Regions from separate parts of the Mus musculus genome. Here region 1 is linked to region 2. Evidence: chromatin contacts called from public promoter capture Hi-C data. All regions are on one chromosome and are shown on one strand. The core of a region is the stretch at or near the end of the contact, and the rest is flanking DNA. Distances in the headings are between cores, read along the strand shown.

Region 1 (6,696 bases), core at 1,321-3,820, 88 kb before region 2:
CTGGTCTACAGGATGAGTTCCAGGACAACCAGGGCTACACAGAGAAACCCTGTTTTGAAAAACATAGATAGATAGATAGAAAGATAGATAGATAGATAGATAGATAGATAGATAGATAGATGCATGGATGGATGGATGGATGGATGGATGGATGGATGGATGGATGGATAAATGGATAAATGGATAAATGGATAAATAAATAAAGGAAGCAGCAGCTCTGCCAGGCTGTACTGAGATTCCGTCGAGTTAGCTGCTTTTGCTGTGCCCTTTATTGCCTACTAACCAAGAATTTGTGACTGTATAAAGATTAACAGGGTGCTGATTATGAGCAAGAGAAAGCCTGAGAAACACAAACAGCATTTGGCAAGAAGAGGATGCTAACACCCAGTTTTAACTGAAATATTTCTATACTGTAGTCACTTCAAATATGGCTAATATGCTCAATCTCTGGAACATACAAACACACACACACACACAGTATTACCATGGATTGTTTAGAACCTGTCACACTATTCTAAGGAAATCCAGCCATTTTGCTATAGATTAAGTACCCAAGCCTCCTGTCCTTAGTTCCCAATCTTTCTGACTGTAGGCGTAGTGCTCAAACATATATGCGTGCTTACAAACGCATTCACAGCCCCTAAGACTGCTGTTTCAAAGAGTAGCAGTGACTACATTTTGTGAGATGTGCTTCTTCTTTGTTGTTTTATTCAGACACTAGTTTGAAAAGAAAAGTGGTCATGACCCACTGGACTAATCCTATTCTCTCTCAAGGATCCCTATTCTGAGACTTGGAAAATGTCCTGTAGAGAGAGTTAAGTTAATATCTGGGAGTCTTGATAGAGGATATGCCTGAAACACAACAAATTTAAGAAACCAGGAGAGATGGTTCAGTGGTCAGAAGCATCTGCTGCTCTTTCAGAGGAGCCACTTTTGGATCCCAGCACTCATATCAGACAGATTACAACCATCTATAACTCCAGTCCCAGAAGATCTGACATACTTCTGGCCTCTGTGGGCACCTGAGCTCACATGATGTGCACACATATATATACAAAATACATTTTAAACAGGAATAAAGCAGTATCTGGTTCATATTAGAAATAAGACCGTAGAACAATCCTCATTTTTCATATATCTTCTCACTTTCTACTTTCTTTTTCCCACTTCTTCTGAGCCCCATACTCATTGCACACAGTGTTTCAATAAGCAGAGACTCAATACATAGTTCCCAGGCTGTACACAGTAGATATGGCCCAGGAGTGGGTGAACCTTCAGCTGGGTCTTGAAGGCAGCAGGCAACAAGACATGGAATAAAATTAACACCACAATCCATGCTTACAAAATGACTTCAAAGACAAAGCACAGACTCAAAACTATACCAAAGATCCCCCCCCCCCATCCTCTATTATTCAGAAACAAAGAGAATGGAGTTGTACAGGTAGACAGAGGTAATGAAGAGTGTACCTCAAAGCTCTGCTCCGCCAGGCTCCCCCCTTTGCTCAGGCTCTCCATGATGGCCTTGTTCCGCAGGATGTCCTCCTCACTCAGGTGCTCCCTCCTTTTCCTTGATTCTAGAACAAGTCCATTCACCAGATAAAAGTCTGCCAAAAAGTTTCCTACTCTTTCCTAAAACAAATCAAATATTCCAAAATGACAGTTTAAAGGAAGGTTGATCTCAGATTTTAAAAAAGCGTTGAGATCATAAATTTCTCTGTAAGTATGTACCATGTAGGTGAAAATAAATATCCTGATATTTAAAGTCACCAAATTATTTTTGTAAGTTAAAAATACAATCATTCATTTCCAAACTACAAAGGGAAATTTAAAGTAATGCTAGTTAACCTGCACATTAGGTAGTCTAAACAGAAGTACACTGGTGTTCTTTCACTACCAAGCAGCACAAAGCAATCTTAGAAGTTCACTAAACACGCAATTTCAAATAACAAGGAGGGGTCAGAGGTAACACTGTTGTTCCCATTTTATAGATAGAAAAGCAGGATTAAAATCCACAGTCCATGCCACACTGGACCCTCTCTGATCTCTGACTGGATAAAAGTTACTGCTTTGAAAAGAAGCAAATACAAGTAGCCTTGCTCAATAATACATGTAAAGTGTTTACATCATAGATGCAGGCACAGATAAAAAGGCATCCAAAAGAGAGCAAACAGTTCTTTGCAGGGATGCTTCATTAATCATCCGACCCCGACCCACACTTCCAACCCTCACACACTCCCATGTAAAAAGTTACCTACTTATTACGACGAACTTTACCTGACCCAGCTTCCCATCTTTACCTACATCCAGGCTGCCTACTCCACCCTGACATGTCCAAAACTGTGTATATAGGACATCTCTTAAAAGTCACCAGGAAGCCAAGCATTTTAAACAAGTTTCTATCTACAAAATGGGAACCATGGTATACTGACTCCCTCCTTACCTGTCAACGACTTAAGGAGGTCACCTAGCCGCTCCTCAAGAGCTTTTGGCTGCTTAGTGGTAACACTAGGTGGACAGCAGTTTTCAATATTTATCTTCTCTTGGGGAGATCCATCTAATGCTGCCCAGAAGAACAGAGTACAGACAAGTAAGACTTCAAAGCAACAAATGCACTGTAATGTTGGACCCACAGCCTGGAGTCCAAAGTGCCACTTGTTGCCAAATAGGCTTTGAGGGCTCAAAGGTCAAAGTTAAGTTTGGCTAGGAGGTGGTTAACAGGTCTTGTGACCATAAAAAGGAGCAGCAGTTAAACAAAAGCTATGCTATGAACAAAAGTATCAGGTATGTGCTGCTCATGATCCAGCCACTGCAGTTCCTACTGCCTACACTGTGCACTGCAAAGGCATGGGGAAGGGGGATAAATTCAGTTACAAAGGAGGAAACAGCAGCAATGTAAGCTATTCATTCCTGTATCTATAACACTATGGCTGCAGGTAAGTACTGTAGGCACCTTCACTGTGTCACATGCAAGCTGCTAACGGGCATAAGCAGCATTTATGTGTGAAGTAGAGGTTCCTGCCACACTCATGGACAGCCAATTCCAAAGCCTTTGACAGCACTGTATTAAAGAGTATCAGTACAAAGCACAGCACATTACTTACAGAGAAGTATTTATGTGTGAAAAACACTAAAAAAGTCTACAGGGGTTCCAGTATCATAGACAGTAACCACTAGAGTTTCCTGACTTCATATGTAAAGCTGTATGATATTTAATCTTGTGATGGTCAACATGTGCTGTGATGGCATCTTTAATACAATTAACACCAAATTAACAGACTCTGAAAAAGTAGATTTCCCTCTATAAACTATGTGGGTCTTATCCAACCCTGAGTCTTAATAGCAAAGACTAAGAATTCTAGAAGAAAATGTAATTCTGCTTTAAAACTGAACTTTAAAATTTTGTAACACAAAAACCCTGACAGCCTAACAGCAGATTTTTAACTCCAAATAATCCCAACTCTCCTGTTAATGTCCAGCCTACTATACACAGTTCAGACATGTAAAGTCCCATAAAACACAAGCCAATCCCCTTTAAGCAAAAAAGGTCTCCCTCCACAACCCTGTCAGTTTTCTTCCCTTTTCTCGAATAGCTCACCTCACTCATCCTCTACACCCTTCATTTCTCTCTTCTATGAGTTTTACGTGAATACAAGGCTTATTTTTGTTTTTCTAATATGAAAACATTCACTTATTATGTTCAATAAGATGTAACTTTAAAAAAATTAAATCTCACCCTTTACCTGATTTGGCTCTTATTGTTAAATTTGTATTATTTAATTTTATGAATTTATAAGTATTATTTATTAAAATGTTTCATTATTCATTTAATTCAAAATTATACCATGAATTTAATATACAATGGTGTTTTAATAAATACACGCAATTCAGACCAATTTCAAACCTGAACACTCCTTCATCAATATTGCATACAGTGCATGCCAGGCAAAAGAGCCTTAGCATATATTAGGTGATCTTACATTCTCCTGCTAACAGATGTGATGGGAATTATAGAAACTTCCACTGACACTTAAATTTGGCATCTTATAGAAATATAAGCGTCATATGAGCAGACAAGATAAAAGAGCCTAAAGTAAGAGGAAAGACACAGCAAAACAAAGTATATACATCTCTTCACAAGCCTCTTAAACAAAAAGCACTAGAAAAAGAATGGAGCCATGTGCGAACTTTCTTATAAGGGAAGGCAGACAAGAAGAGTTCAAGTAAACCACACTTTCTCTGAGCTTTCCCAAGAATACAAGTGAGCCCCATAAATATGCACTGTTAACTACCTATGTGAATTCAAAAAAACGAGAAACAATCTGCCTATCTAAGGACAATTTCTATATTTCATCATTATTTTGGTGATACTAGATAACAATTTTTAAGTTCAAAAATATCTAAATTTTTACATACTGTTTTATCTTCCCGAAAAAGCCATCCAGTTTGGGCACGTGTGAAAGAAATGGATTTGGTTGATAAAGTTGCAGAATAAATATCACTGCTCATTAAAATATCAACTTCTTCTTCTGTTTCCATCTCTGACTCCTAGATTGGGGGCAAAAGTTAAAATAAGAATCTGGGTTTTCTTCAAAGATATTACAAATTTCAAAAGACAAGTAACATGATATTATTTATTCTAAAACCAGAAGTTTAATTTTTGTGTCTAATATCTTTAATTACTCAGAATTATGACTAATAATGAATCTTTAAAAGGCAGGCATAAAAAGTACAGCACTTTCACACTTCTATATAAATATAATAAACCCACTGTTAGTACAGAACTATTTGGTCTATTTATAAAAGTTTTGTTTACTTTAAATGGAGATAAATTAGCCTCCAGTTATTGCTATTGTACACACACACACACACACACACACACACACACACACACACACACACACACATATATATACATATATATATCCATCATTGTTGTCTGAATCTTTCCTTTTCAGTAACTTCTAAGAGTAAGGGAGTAAGGGAGCTGACCATAACAGCCCTTATGTTTGGGTCGCAGATATTCAGAATTGAGATATCATCTTAGTAGATTTTTCCTTTAATGAGTATGAAGTATACTTCCCTGTCTCTTTTGATTAATTTTGGTTGAAAGTCTATTTTATTAGATACTAAGATGGCTACTCTACTTGCTTCTTGGGTCCATTTGCTTGAAAAAAATTTTTCCAGTGCTTTACTCTGATATAATAGCTATCTTTATTGCTGAGGTATGTTTCTTATATGCAGCAGAATGATGGATTCTGTTTTCATATCCATTTCGTTAGCCTGTGTGTGTGTGTGTGTGTGTGTTTTAAACTGGAGAATTGAGTCCATTGATGTTGAGAGATATTAATGAACAGTGATTGTTATTTTCTCTTATTTTGATGGGTGGGGGGTGTACATGTCCATGTGTCCTGTGCTGAAGGTGCAAGGACTTTTAAGAGCTTGAGCAGTGATGATGAGGAGTAATATATAGATGGGTCTATGTTCACAGTGCCAAAGATGCAAAGAAATCAGATTTTAAATGCAAGGAAATTAGATTTTGAGCAGCAGTCCTTGAACAGGAATACAGTAGGCTCTTGTACTTGCAGATCAGCGTGCTGTTTATGCTGTCTGAAGTACATTTAATGTCGTATGAGGATGTGTGCATACCATGTGCAAACATCATGCTATTGTGTGCTTGAGACTGGAGCATGTCAGGTTTTAGTACCTCTGGATAGTCCCAGAATCAAACTCTTGAGATACTAAGTGAGGATACCAGTTGTTTATTGTAAAATGCAAACATGACAATAATTGCTTACTAACTGCTTGTTGAAGGAATGTAATTAACAGCAGATCATTTATAGTGAGGGGTCAAGAGATGTTCCTTGATTTATAGATGGATTTCTGTTCCTAAAGCTTGTCTGAACTCAAAAGGAAGAACACTTACAGTGTTCAGTACCCAAGCTGACCTATACAAAATTTGGAGCATTTGATTTATCTTCTCAACCTATTGCATCCAAAGTATTTCTTTAGAAAACTTTGTTCAGTATTTGTGTTACCCAGGAATCTATTTTCACCCATTATTCATTAGCACTAATGTCGGGATTTTGTACCCTTTGTTTGTAATGGTAGTGAGGATGGTATTGGTATAATTTCAAGTTATGCTGTAGACTCAGTTGTAGCCACGAGCTTTTCTACTCAGCCTCTTTGTTCCCAGAATAACAAGACTTAATTATTTATGAATAAATACTTAGGTCGTAAGCTTCTCACATAATTCCCTTGCCTCCAATTGCTCTCTAACTCATTTTGAACACTAGGAGAAACCTATCATCTGTAATCTATAAAACAGAAATACTAATTTGCATATATTCTTCTTATTTGCAGCATTAAAAGCTATAGAGCACTTAGATTTTAACCCTAACATAGACTCCACTGACTGTTACTACACACTGCTGCCCACAGCACCTGGAAGCTCCTAGCAGCTATGGCATGTGTAATGGGGAAAGGGCAGGAGGGAAGACAACTCTGGGTGGCTGATAGCAAAAGGAAAAAAGAATAAAATAGATTCACCAATATTTGGTCAAATCGATACCTTATTTAAAAATCTGTGACCCTCTGTTGCTGACTGCAGCAGACTGTGAGGTAACTTTTCTGGCTTTTAGGGCGTTGACACTTTTTCTCACTGAAGTCAGATCTTTTTCCCAAATGGCCTGTCCTTAC
Region 2 (6,067 bases), core at 2,189-4,688:
TATAAAATCATTAATTCATCTAAATAGCATTAGTTCATGAATGTTTATCTTCATGTTGATCTGCAGAAAATTTTCCCAAAAGTGTAGGCGGATGCCCAGGAATCATTAAACTATTTAATAGTGTCAGGAAAGAAATATTAGCTATAAGAAGCAATCCTGGTGTAAGCCGTGCAAAGATGATGGGCCACTTCCAGGAGGGCCATCTAGTACCTTAGCCTACCCTAGATTGTTCCTGACAGTTTGGAAATTGTGAAATGAGAAATGAATATGAGTTGTTGTTGATGGTGGTGTTTGTGTTTTGTTCTAGGCCACAGCGATGTTGTCATGGGTTTAGTGTCTGTTAATTCTGATGACCTCAATAGTCGGCTTCGTTTCCTGCAGAATTGTAAGTGGTCAAAAGTCTGGGTTTCTTTGTATTATGTAATGTGTGTGCACACTACACTTGATATTTGCCCTTCCACAAAATACTGTAATACATTTAGGTATAGAGAAAGAGAAAAAGTTATAAAAACATAGTTACACCTAATACTTGATAGGCAGAAAGATCTCTGTGAATCTGAGGCTAGCCTGGTCTACAAAGTGAGTTCCAACACACTATGTCTCTTATAAACAAATCAACCAACAAACAAATAGATAAATAAACAGAGTTATGCCTGGAGCATAGTGAAGTTCAAGCTAGTCGGGACTACAGAGTGAGAGCCCCTGTCTCAAGTAAATAAACAAAGAAATAAATAGAATCAGATCACAGCAGTGAATTTTTAACACTCAGAGTCCTTTTTTTTTTTTTTTTCCCCTCTTTTTTCGAGACAGGGTTTCTCTGTGTGTAGCACTGGCTGTCCTCCACCTGCCTCTGCCCTCCGAGTGCTGGGATTAAAGGCATGCACCACCACTCCCAGCCAGAGTACTATTTTAAACATTGAAATGTTAGTTCATGTACATAAGTACCTGGAGTGGTGGTTAGGTTTGAGTAGCACTCAAGACCTAAGCATACACCTTACATCCTAACATCGTTGTGTACATTATATACTTTTCTTGGTAGTTTGTTCAGTTTACCTTGAGTATAGGTGATCACCATACTCTGGCTGATAAGAGACAGACATAGTTTCAAATTAAAATACTCTTCTAGAAATCACTCAAAGTAAGCAAAGGGGTTTTGGAGGGTAATTGACTGACTGCTTGATAAATAAGTAGGAATTAGATAATTCAGCAGCTAAGAGCTGGAGCTGCTCTTTGCAGAGAACCTCAGTTCAGTTCCCAGTACCACATCAGGCTCACAAGCACCAGTAACTCCAGCTTCGGGGATCTGACTCTCTCCTGCCTGGCCTCTGTAGGCACTGCACCCACACTCACAAATAAAAATAAAATCTTTAAGAGCAGAAATAAGCTATACTATTAGTAGATTGTATAGCAATAATCATGACCACGCTTCAGATTTTTCCCTGTCATGCGTTTCAAAGATATGAGAACCCACACTAGCTGATGTGTCACATCATTAAATCATAAAGAGCATTGGCATATCTCAAAGATGTGAGGCCCACACTATGCAGAGGGTCTCATTACAGAATCATAAAGGATCATCTGCTGAAAGCCTAACCTTGGTTTCCATTTCTCCGCGTTAACACATATTTCTCTCAGTGCATTGTTGGCTCCATTCTGTGCTTCCACTTCAACATAGCAACTCCTTCCTAAAACACAAACGTTGAGTTTCATAGCTAGATTTTCCTGAGCCACTCTATTGAAAAAGAGGAACCAGAGAATTCTTTAAGTCCCATGGTACCTCCAAGCTAATCCAAGCTTTGTTTGCTTTCTAGCACTAGGAGCAGTTCCTTCTCCTTTTGATTGTTACCTCTGCTGCCGAGGCCTGAAGACACTGCAGGTCCGGATGGAGAAACATTTCAAGAATGGGATGGCGGTGGCTCGTTTCCTGGAGACCAATCCCCGGGTAGAAAAGGTTGTTTATCCTGGTATGTCAACCTGAGTTCTAGGCAGTTCTGTTTAGGTTAAGACTTTATATGGGTCATTCATTCTTTGTGAGTTTCTTTTCTCGTGTAATTTTACATTGTTCATTGGTTACTGTCACTTTCTGTCAGGCTCTGGAATGAGCATGGTGGGGCATGGATAGACAAGATGTTGGTCTGAAGGCAATGAATGTCAGGTGTTAAGACCGCCTTCACATGTGAGATGCTTTTGCATCTGAGGCTTGTGTAGACCCCATCACAGGATAATTCTGTTAATTGCCTGATGGCCCTGCCAGTCACTTGTTCAACACTAGCTCTTACTATAGTCTGATTTAAGTTTGTCTCACTGAGACAATATACCAGAATTCTCCCCAGACTCTTTTCAGTTCACCAGCCTTTTCGGGTAGATTCGTAGGCTCATTGTTTCCCTCTGAGTTTATGTTAGCAGGTAAGCTGCCATGGGCTTATGCAGCCTTGTTCTTAGATCCTGTGGCCACAGGATGGATCATGAGTACAGTAGTTAAGATTTTTGTCTTCAAGGAAATTGGGCAAACCATACTAGATATGTATATGAGCTCGAATCTCTCACTGCTATTTGGTAAAATGCATTTATTTTATTAATATTGCATGCATATTCCTACAGAAAATACAAGCCCAACAGTTGTTGGATACCTCTGGAAATACTTGACCATGAACATTTAACAAGTGCTATCCACTGCCTGAAGATAGCCTTGTTCCTAAAATACATTAAGGAATTGCAGAAGGGTGCAATTAACCAGGGAGTTCGGACCTGCAGAGATCCTGAATAGAGAGAGCACAGGCTGATGGAGTCAAGAGAAGAGACATGGTCGGGGCATGGGAGGAGTAGAAGAGATGTCTTAAATGCTTGACAGGAGAGAAAGACTTGCACAACCCCATTGTTAGGGATACTTTCGGCAGACTTAGGGGTCAGTGGCCTTGCTCCCTTGAAGTTGTATATGTAGCTCTAGAATGAAACTTCTCTCGTGTTCTGTGGTTGCAGGGCTACCCTCTCACCCTCAGCATGAGCTGGCCAAACGCCAGTGCTCGGGCTGCCCAGGGATGGTCAGTTTCTACATCAAGGGTGCTCTGCAGCATGCTAAGGCCTTCCTCAAAAATCTAAAGGTGAGCTCAGGATTGGATTTTCCCCCAACGCTTCCTTTCTGGAGTAAATTTTATGGTGCTGTAACACAGTCTTAGTCCTTATTGCTTGCCATAATTCCCAACACTGGATAGATTAGCCCGTTTTTCATTTCTATCACAAAATGCCAGAGACAGGCTATTTTATAAATAAAAGTTTACTTCACTGACTGTTGAAGACCAAAAGCATAAGTTCAGTGTTAGGTGGCCCCTTCCTTAAGTCCTGGTGGCAAATGGCATCATGTGTGAGAGCAGTCACCAGTCAAGGAGCCCATTGGCACCTAAGGTCCCTGCTTCTTAAAGGTATACCACACTGAGGACCTCAACTTTGACCCATGAGCTTTGGTAGAACCAGCCCCGCCCAGACCGGGCAGATCACTCAGGGTATAGTTCTGGTGGCTGAAGGGACCAAATCTCCTGTCAGTATCCATGTGGCCAACATCTGTCTTAAGCATATTTGATACATACAGATTTTTTAGGTATTGTCTAAACAATAAATAAAAAAATAAATAAAAAATAGGGTGATGCAGGAGACTGGCTTTGGTCAGTTTATTGTTGATTCATTGATTTTGTAGTGCTGAGATGAAACTCAGGATCTTGGACATGTCAGGCAAGCACACTTTCACTGAGCTATGGCCCTTACCTTGTAAAGTTCATGGAGATAAGGTCTCACTGTGATGTTTAGGCTGGCCTTGAACTCACAGAGATCCTCCTCCTCTGTCTCCTGAGTGCTAGAATGATAGCCCAGGCTTCAAAGGCAAGCAGCTTTTCATGTTTTAAAGATTTGAAGACAGTACATCTAATTGTCAAAAGCATTGTCTTAAACTGTAATATGACTTTTTTCTTATTATCTTGCCTGATTCTTGATTTATTCATAGTTATTATCACTCTTCATGCTTTCATCAGAAGCATTCATTTTCAGATTTTAGCACCATTATCAGCTGTTCTAAATTTCTGTTTTCTTTGCTAGCTGTTTACTCTGGCAGAGAGCCTGGGAGGATATGAGAGTCTGGCTGAGCTTCCGTAAGTATTCTCCTGTTTCTCTGTTATTTTTGCATATCACTTATCTAGTCTTTACTTTTAATTGTTGATTGTTTTACCTTGATTTCTTTATGTCTCCTGCTAAGCTGCTGCATTGGGCTGAGTGTCTCTCTCACTCACTGACATAAAACCACAGCTCTCATCTTCAAGGGAGTAAGACCACAGACCCAGGAACCCAGATTAAGTTAACACAAATTCCATGTTCCAATGTGGAAGCAGTTTCACAGGGTGTCTTAGTCAGGGTTTTACTGCTGTGGACAGACACCATGACCGAGACAAGTCTTATAAAAAACATTTAATTGGGGCTGGCTTACAGATTCAGAGGTTCAGTCCATTATCATCAAGGTGGGAGCATGGCAGCATCTAGGCAGGCATGGTGCAGGAAGAGCTGAGAGTTCTACGTCTTCATCCAAAGGCTGCTAGTGGAAGACTGACTTTCAGGCACCTAGGGTGAGAGTATTAAGTCCAAATCCACAGTGAAACACCTACTCCAACCAGGTCACACCTCCAAATGGTGCCACTCCCTGGTCCAAAAATATACAACTCATCACACAGGGTTTTTTATAGTTTCACAGAACAAAAAAAAGTTATAAATCAAGACAAGTTTAAGATACATTGTTTGGAACAATGAGATAGTGAGAGCCATTTTATAGTCCCAAAACGCTGTTGATGAGACTCTTAATCTTGGATTGTTGGAAGCTAGTATTCTGCTAACTTAATAGCTTCTAAGAGGTCTTATTTATTACCATCACAAGATGTTCAGATACAGAGTGGGGCAAGGAATTGCTATTTCAGAAGGCTAACACTAGCCCAAGATAAAGTAAATAGTCTCTGATCCTACAAAATTCCAATTCTTCCACAGTACTGAATTCCAATCAGTCCATCAGTCTCTATAGACACAGACTCCTTCTAGATTTTTATTCACAGCTAGACTTTGTTCATTCACACACCTCAGCAGAGGGTGGGGACCACAGGCATGTGCCATCTCCTAAGTCATATAAGCCTGTGGGGACAAGGTAAAGGAGGGAGCAATGCCCTTCTCAAATGCTTCCTCTTGCCCAGTCCTGCCAGAGAGAGAAATAACTATGTCCTATGCTGCCATTCTCCCCATTGGGCCTTGGAAGGGAGATTGTAGACTTTATCCCAGAAAAGCTGTCAAGGTTCCCTGGAGACTAGAAAATATGTCCTGTGCCCAATGTGATAAGAGGAGGGTCTACCTATACTGTAAACCCACTTATCTTCTTAATATGTTGTCCTTGATGATGATGTGCTCTCTGAGTAGATATACCCAAACTTACCTGACATTCCACCGCCTCCCTAACCCAGGTATTAGCCAGAGGATTTTAGAGAAGAGGCACCCAGAAGCTTGTATTACAGACAGGGAGACAGACCCAGCGAGCTAGGCTGGTAAGTTCAGGAATACACAGCAAATTCATTCCTGAGGCTTTGTGTCAGATATAGTATGGGTTGGGACTGGGGCAATGGGTCAGGAGGTCAAGTGCTTGCAACAGAAGCACGAGGACTTGAACTTGGCCTCCTGGTAGTCATGTAAAAAGCTGGACATGAGCCGGGCATGGTGGCGAATGCCTTTATTTAATCCCAGCACTTGGGAGGCAGAGGCAGGTGGATTTCTGAGTTCGAGGCCAGCCTGGTCTACAAAGTGAGTTCCAGGACAGCCAGGGCTATACAGAGAAACCCTGTCTCGAAAAAACCAAAAAAAAAAAAACAAAAACAAAAAACAAACAAACAAACAAACAAAAAGCTGGACATGTTGGGGCATGCCTGTAATCCCAGTGCTGGGGGGAAGGAGAGAGGAAGATGCTAAAGACTTGCTGGTTAGCCAGTGAAGTGGCATCAGTGAGCTCCACAATGTCAAAAATTGACTTTGACACCCAGGTAAACTGAGGTAG

The links. Capture Hi-C pulls out chosen DNA fragments and counts their contacts.
Region 1: a promoter capture Hi-C map of liver shows a contact between it and region 2. The contact joins two enhancer-like sites. A contact is called at or near these places in 12 of 484 Hi-C or Micro-C datasets (the CH12 cell line, adipose-derived mesenchymal stem cells, differentiating embryonic stem cells and 3 more), 4 of 115 datasets of contacts at active chromatin or transcription factors (all in embryonic stem cells) and 3 of 9 other capture datasets (adipose tissue, liver and pancreatic islet).

The regions. Positions count from the first base shown.
Region 1 is chr3:157,989,530-157,996,225 of GRCm38.p6, reverse strand. Ankrd13c (ankyrin repeat domain 13c) reads right to left here. Exons shown (of 13, transcript NM_001013806.2): 8 at 4,414-4,545; 9 at 1,468-1,629. Among named protein-coding and RNA genes, the nearest start is that of Srsf11, 44 kb to the left of the region's middle. Within about 2 kb of position 2,570, at least 16 of the 459 cell types and tissues checked have an H3K27ac peak or open chromatin away from gene starts, as enhancers often do. A contact at or near this core is called in liver, where this site is marked.
Region 2 is chr3:157,903,217-157,909,283 of GRCm38.p6, reverse strand. It overlaps Cth (cystathionase (cystathionine gamma-lyase)), which reads left to right. Exons shown (of 12, transcript NM_145953.2): 7 at 308-385; 8 at 1,812-1,964; 9 at 2,980-3,101; 10 at 4,087-4,139. Among named protein-coding and RNA genes, the nearest start is that of Cth, 19 kb to the left of the region's middle. Within about 2 kb of position 3,438, at least 1 of the 459 cell types and tissues checked has an H3K27ac peak or open chromatin away from gene starts, as enhancers often do. A contact at or near this core is called in liver, where this site is marked.